2 separate regions of the Anser cygnoides genome follow, and region 2 is linked to region 1. A link is a contact called in public Hi-C data. All regions are on one chromosome and are shown on one strand. Each heading gives the region's core, a stretch centred on a gene start, on an enhancer-like site or on the middle of the called end of the contact. The rest is flanking DNA. Distances are from core to core; before and after follow the strand shown.

Region 1 (2,700 bases), core at 73-2,572:
GGCACCGACATGCTGCACAAACATCAGCTCACCTCGGCCCTGCGCAGTCAGTCACAGCAGGGTCAGACAAACTGCAGGCTCTTCACTGCAGCAAGTCCCTGATGGCGGAGGAGCTGCTGCTCCCCCGAGACCCGTCAGAGCAGAACCACCAAGCCAGCCCTTCAGATAAAGCTCAGGTTTGCTGCACAGCCTCTTAATTGCCTTAACAACCTCCCAAATGAAGGAACCATGCTGCACATCACTCAAACTACTCCCACTAGCCAAGGCCCAAACACGTACGCCAGAATCATTTCTCCAGTTAAACATAAAGATGTGCATCTCCATGTGTTATACATCACATGCTCTGCTCTGGAATTCATCAGCTTTTGCTCATGTTTCCATACCCATCTGCAGTTTAGGAATATACTGGCCGGCTGCTTTATGCCAACTGACAGTAAAAATGAGTGGAGATGACAAGATCTGTTTTCCAATTCGTTCATACAGTCCTCATGCAGGAACGGCCCCTGAAAGATGCCAAATATCCCTTAAAGCATTCCTGCCTATATTCAGGTGATGGTAGGACGGGGCCTCTCCTGCTTTCACTGAAGGACTGAAGCTTGCCTGGTTGTCTTCTGCTCTTCAGGCTGGGCACTCCTGTCACCCCACCACCCTTCACGGCCACCTGGAAAGGAGTCTGTATGCAACGAGTCTCCCTTCGTCACAGCCTCCCTGTATACCACACACACGTGGTTTTAAGTTATCGGTCACCTCCAGTCTCCTGTCATTTCTCTTTGCTCCCATCACCCTCCTCACACTCCCCGGCCATGGGTAAGCTCATTGCAGGGTACCTCAGCTGCCTCGTCCCTGCAGACAGCCTGGGGGTGTGCAGTTCCCCAGCAAAATGAGCATGCAGTGCAAGCACAACACGCTGCACACGCTCCCTTCTGCTTTGATGTACATCTGCCAGCTCTCAAGTTGGCACCGTTATGTAGAACATAATTGCTAAGTCTGCAGTGCAAACAAACAACGGGCTCCAGTCATATTTACATTTCCCCTATCTGTGGAGTGCATTGGCCTCCTGCAGTATCTCCCACGGGGCATTTAAATTAGGCTAATCAGCTTCCTTCCCCCAGTCGATGGTAACCAGCACACTGAAAAGTGGCCATTAGCAGGCAAAGCGGGGGTTGTGTGCGTCAAAAACGCACCATTGCCTGAAGTATTAATGGTGATTTTTGAAAACACTTACTGATCTTGGATTTTTTTCTTTTCATGCTCACATTTTAGCTAGCTAGGGGGTTAACATCCTTTTCTTTCTAAAAATGACTACCTATCTCTTCTACCAGATTCTTCCCCCAGAAGGACTGCTTTCTAGAATTCTCCATTTCATTTTGGCCCAGATTTATTTGCTGTGATTTTCCAAGACGAATCAAATGCTGTCTAGCCTTGTCTGGGCACTATGTTGCTATCTGTCCCTGGCCAAAGCTCCTCCTCCCCTAACTTGTGTCACTATTCAGAAAGTCACTTTAAAGATTTTAAAAGCTCCGTATTCTCTCCCTCCTACAAAGCTGCTCACAGTGACTGTCCAAACTCTCATCCCCTGGCACAACTGACTTATGTGTGAATGATTGCGACCTGGCTTTCAACAGCAACGCAAACTAAGTAGGAGTTTTCCAATAAATACATCCATCCTATATTCAAAAAGAGTCTGGATTTGTAACTGGTCAAGATGAAATAGTTTCCATTCCAATAAAAGCTAGAGAGGATATTAAAGAATATCACAAAAACGCTGGCTGGAAGTCACCTCCAAGGCCTAGTCCAGCCTCCTGTCCCAGCTGGAGAATTGCCAACACTGTAGATTTTTCTGCCCAAGCTCTGTAACTCTCCAAGGGTAGTGATCCTCCCTCATACCTGGGTAATCTGTCCTGGGCAGCATCGCCCTCCTGGAGAAGTTTTCCCTAACGTCGAAGTAGAATCTACCAAGCTGCAACTTGATGCTGCTGCCCCTCGTTTAACCGTCTGCCAGTAATGAGAAGAGTTTGGCTCCATCATCTGCTGTAAGTGCCCTCCAAAGTGCTGCAGGCAGGCGTTGGATCCCCCTCAGCCTCCGCTCTGCTGGCCTGAATAAGCCCCATCTGAATGAGCCTCCCCGCCTGTCCCATGCCCCAGACCCCAACCCAGCAGCCAGCACGGGCCCATCTCCACCTTCACCATGCTCTTCATGACCTGGGGGGAGGAGAGAGAGGGGAACGAGAGAGTTTTCCAGGTGCAGCACCAGGTAGAAGGGAATAATTTCTTTCAGTCTGATGGCCGCTCTCCCTCACTAATGTATCATTTGCCTCTAACATGACATATACATGGACAACATGCTCAGGCGTGTGCACCACAGAAGTCAGTGGTCAGGCTTGATGAGCCCCACGCTTTGCTCCTGGTTCCCATCTGTCCTGACTGACCCGAGCCAAGTAACTCTGTGTTGGGCTCCTTCACGCATGCATGCGCCTGTGTCCGTGTGCATGCCTGCAAGCCAGAGCTCTGGGAAATGCCTCACTTCATCTGTCCCAGGCAACTCCTACCTGGAAAATACAGCAATTAAGAAAGGAGGAGTGAACTGAAAGCTCATTTTGGTGTTACACAGGAATAAACCACTAGCATAGGCAGGGCAGAGGGAAGTGCCCAGTACAATGACATAAGACAGTGAACACTGCCCCACAGAAGGGTTACACC
Region 2 (2,700 bases), core at 53-2,552, 230 kb after region 1:
TGTAGGTGTCAGAGCTTTGGCTTTACTCAGATACACTCTGCCCAGGGCTGCTGGTGACTTTCCAGACACCACCAGGAGAATTTGCAGCACAGTTTGCTGAGAGAGGAGACTGGTGGTGTTTTTTTTCCTTTCTTTTCAAGGAAGACTTAAGTGTCTATCTAGGTGCTCAGAAGGGAAATGCTTACCCTCCCCTTTAAACAGTATCCTACACAGCCATCAGCAGTTCAGGAATGCAAAGTAATCATGTTCTTTGTCATGAAGGCAGTTGTACTGAAAGACAAGGAATTACTACCCTACGCTGTCTGCAATAATTTAAGGCAGGCTGTATTGCCGGTGTGATCCCATCAAAGCTTTTACTGAAACACTGAAAAAAAGATACTTGGATTTGTTACTATGACAACAGATATGAAACAGAAGAATGCCCCTAGGAAATCATGTGAAGGCAAAGAATTTTACCCCTGAAAAAAACAAGCAGACAAATTATGAAGATAACTTAAGTTTTAAAAAAATATATCCTGGCTTCAGCGTAGTCCAAAGCTGCAACAGTAAAATCAGGCTGCTGAAATCCATATTGCAATGCATAATGCTTTATTATTTGCTGGCTAGACAGGGAAAATGATTTTGGAGGAAGGTCTCTTACTCTCTGGAAAAAAAAGAAGTCTGATTTAACAAACACATACAGGTAACTGAGACAGCTTTAACACAAAGAACTTAAGAACCTTTCATGCTCTAACACAATTCCCAAAGAGCATGAACTGTGAATCCAATCCCACCTTGCCCTATTAACAGGAGATCTGACTATTCTGGCAGCCATCTGGAATGCTACGATACTTCCTCAGAGTCCAAGACCATTGCAAAAGCATGGCAACATAAACCAAGATAGAAATTAGACAAGAAATCCAATATGGGTGAAGGGTTTTGTTCTGTTTTCGGTCTGGAAGGAATAATAAAATTAGGACTTCAAAATGTCAATGACTGAGTTCAGCTCTCACTCCAAGGAACCAAACTCCCTGCTGCCCCCGAGTGTAACAGTCTGCAGCTCACAGGCTACCGGAGCCAAAGGCAGGTGTCTTGCACTGAGCAGTGCTAAAACTCTTCTGTCGCTGCCCACATGTTTACTAAACACCTCTAAGTTCCTGGCCCTCAACATATAGTGGATGTGCAGAGCTAGTCCCTTTTGTTGTTGTTGCTTTCTGAACCTATTGCTGGATAAAAGAACCACTGAGCAAAGAACTGTGACGTGAAAGAACCATTCCCTGTTCTTTTACATATCGCTCATAATTTCATAGACAGCTTTCTGCCTGTCACACATTGGCTGAAGACTTCTGGTTTATTTAGTGCTTTCTTGCACGGAAGAAATTTCAGACATCTGATCATAGTGGTCCCCTTTCTGCCACATCCCTTTGGAGATCAGCGAGGACCAGAACTGCTCACAGGGTTCACAGCGCAAGCTACCAGAGGACAAGGTAAAGACAGAAGCGGTCACCACACACTCCCATGCTCTTCCTCTGAACGCTGCTTCTGGCCACGGCAGAGGCAGAATACCCAGCTACACAGACCTCTGCTTTGACCTGAAAAAGCTAATCTTGAACTCCTGTGTCCCAGCTGGCTTGTTTATCTTCACATGAAGGAATGTTAAATGTCCCACACAGACAGAAGCATGCAATAGCTATGCTTTCCTTCTTGTTTGCTCAGGTCACTTATTCTGGCAATGAAGAAGGCCAAATTTGATACAACTTGGATTGACAGAAAAGCACTAACTCTATCTGCATCTTCAGATCAAAAATCCTACAGGCGGAGACTAAAGGTAGAGATCCCTGGAATCTCACCAATCCTCCATGGTGAATCATTAACAGCTAAAGATTAATCTGGCTACTGTTATTAGTAGTACAACACGATGAAAGTCAGACTTTGCCACTTTAAATAGGTTTAACCTGATATTTTATTCTGATCTGCCCTCCTAACCCATAGCAAAAGTCAACTGCACTAGGAAACCCCTTTTAACCTACTTAAAGCCACAGCAAAAAGGTACCAAATATGTCAACCGCTGGGTTATTCATCTTTCTATTGGGATCAATTTTTCATCTGTTGCTTTTAATTTATCTGTGGAATGTTTTCCTACCACATTGTTCCTGTGACTTGTGGCTCAGCCTGGTTGTTTCTCTACGTGCTTGTGCTATTTCTTTGTGGTTGCCTTCAGTTACACGGCTTTGGCTCAGCAGTCACCTATCTATATTTTGACCTAAAAGCAACTACTTCATTAATGTCTATAAATAGCCCGTGCTAAAGCCTGTTGATGAAGGAAATGGTGCTAAGATATCTCAGTTGGTACAGAAGCTTTCCAGTTGTGTGTGTGTTGTTCATTCCAGCTACAATGGAAATTAAAAGCTGTAGCAGCTTTTCCTCAGATCCCTTTTTCCAGCTTTTTCTCTTGCTATTTCTCTCTCTCTGCTTTTGGAAAACAGGGTGTAAGGGATGCGCTATTGGATACAGAGGGGAGGATCCTAGGCACGTTTCCAAGAGAGAACATGCATTGTTTATAACCTTTGAAACAGTGACCCCCCAAATGGAAATGAATTTCAGTCTTCCTCAGAGAGGAAGGTTCAAGGCGTAACGGATGATCACTGCCCTGTTCCTAGAGAAGTACAGGCACTCTTTACCCTCACCCTTCCCCCTTTAGGCAAGACAATGAAGAACCCC

Evidence for each region. A called contact is a pair of places that touch in the nucleus more often than the background predicts.
Region 2: a contact with region 1 is called in a Hi-C map of liver, with 6 times the contacts expected there. The contact joins two enhancer-like sites. A contact is called at or near these places in 2 of 7 Hi-C or Micro-C datasets (both in liver).

What each region holds. Positions count from the first base shown.
Region 1 is chr15:11,217,054-11,219,753 of Taihu_goose_T2T_genome, forward strand. The region is part of intron 11 of NPRL3 (NPR3 like, GATOR1 complex subunit); the gene reads right to left. Among named protein-coding and RNA genes, the nearest start is that of MPG, 22 kb to the left of the region's middle. Within about 2 kb of position 1,323, at least 2 of the 3 cell types and tissues checked have open chromatin away from gene starts, as enhancers often do. A contact at or near this core is called in liver, where this site is marked.
Region 2 is chr15:11,450,844-11,453,543 of Taihu_goose_T2T_genome, forward strand. All of the region lies in intron 4 of FAM234A (family with sequence similarity 234 member A), which reads right to left. Among named protein-coding and RNA genes, the nearest start is that of FAM234A, 10 kb to the right of the region's middle. Within about 2 kb of position 1,303, at least 1 of the 3 cell types and tissues checked has open chromatin away from gene starts, as enhancers often do. A contact at or near this core is called in liver, where this site is marked.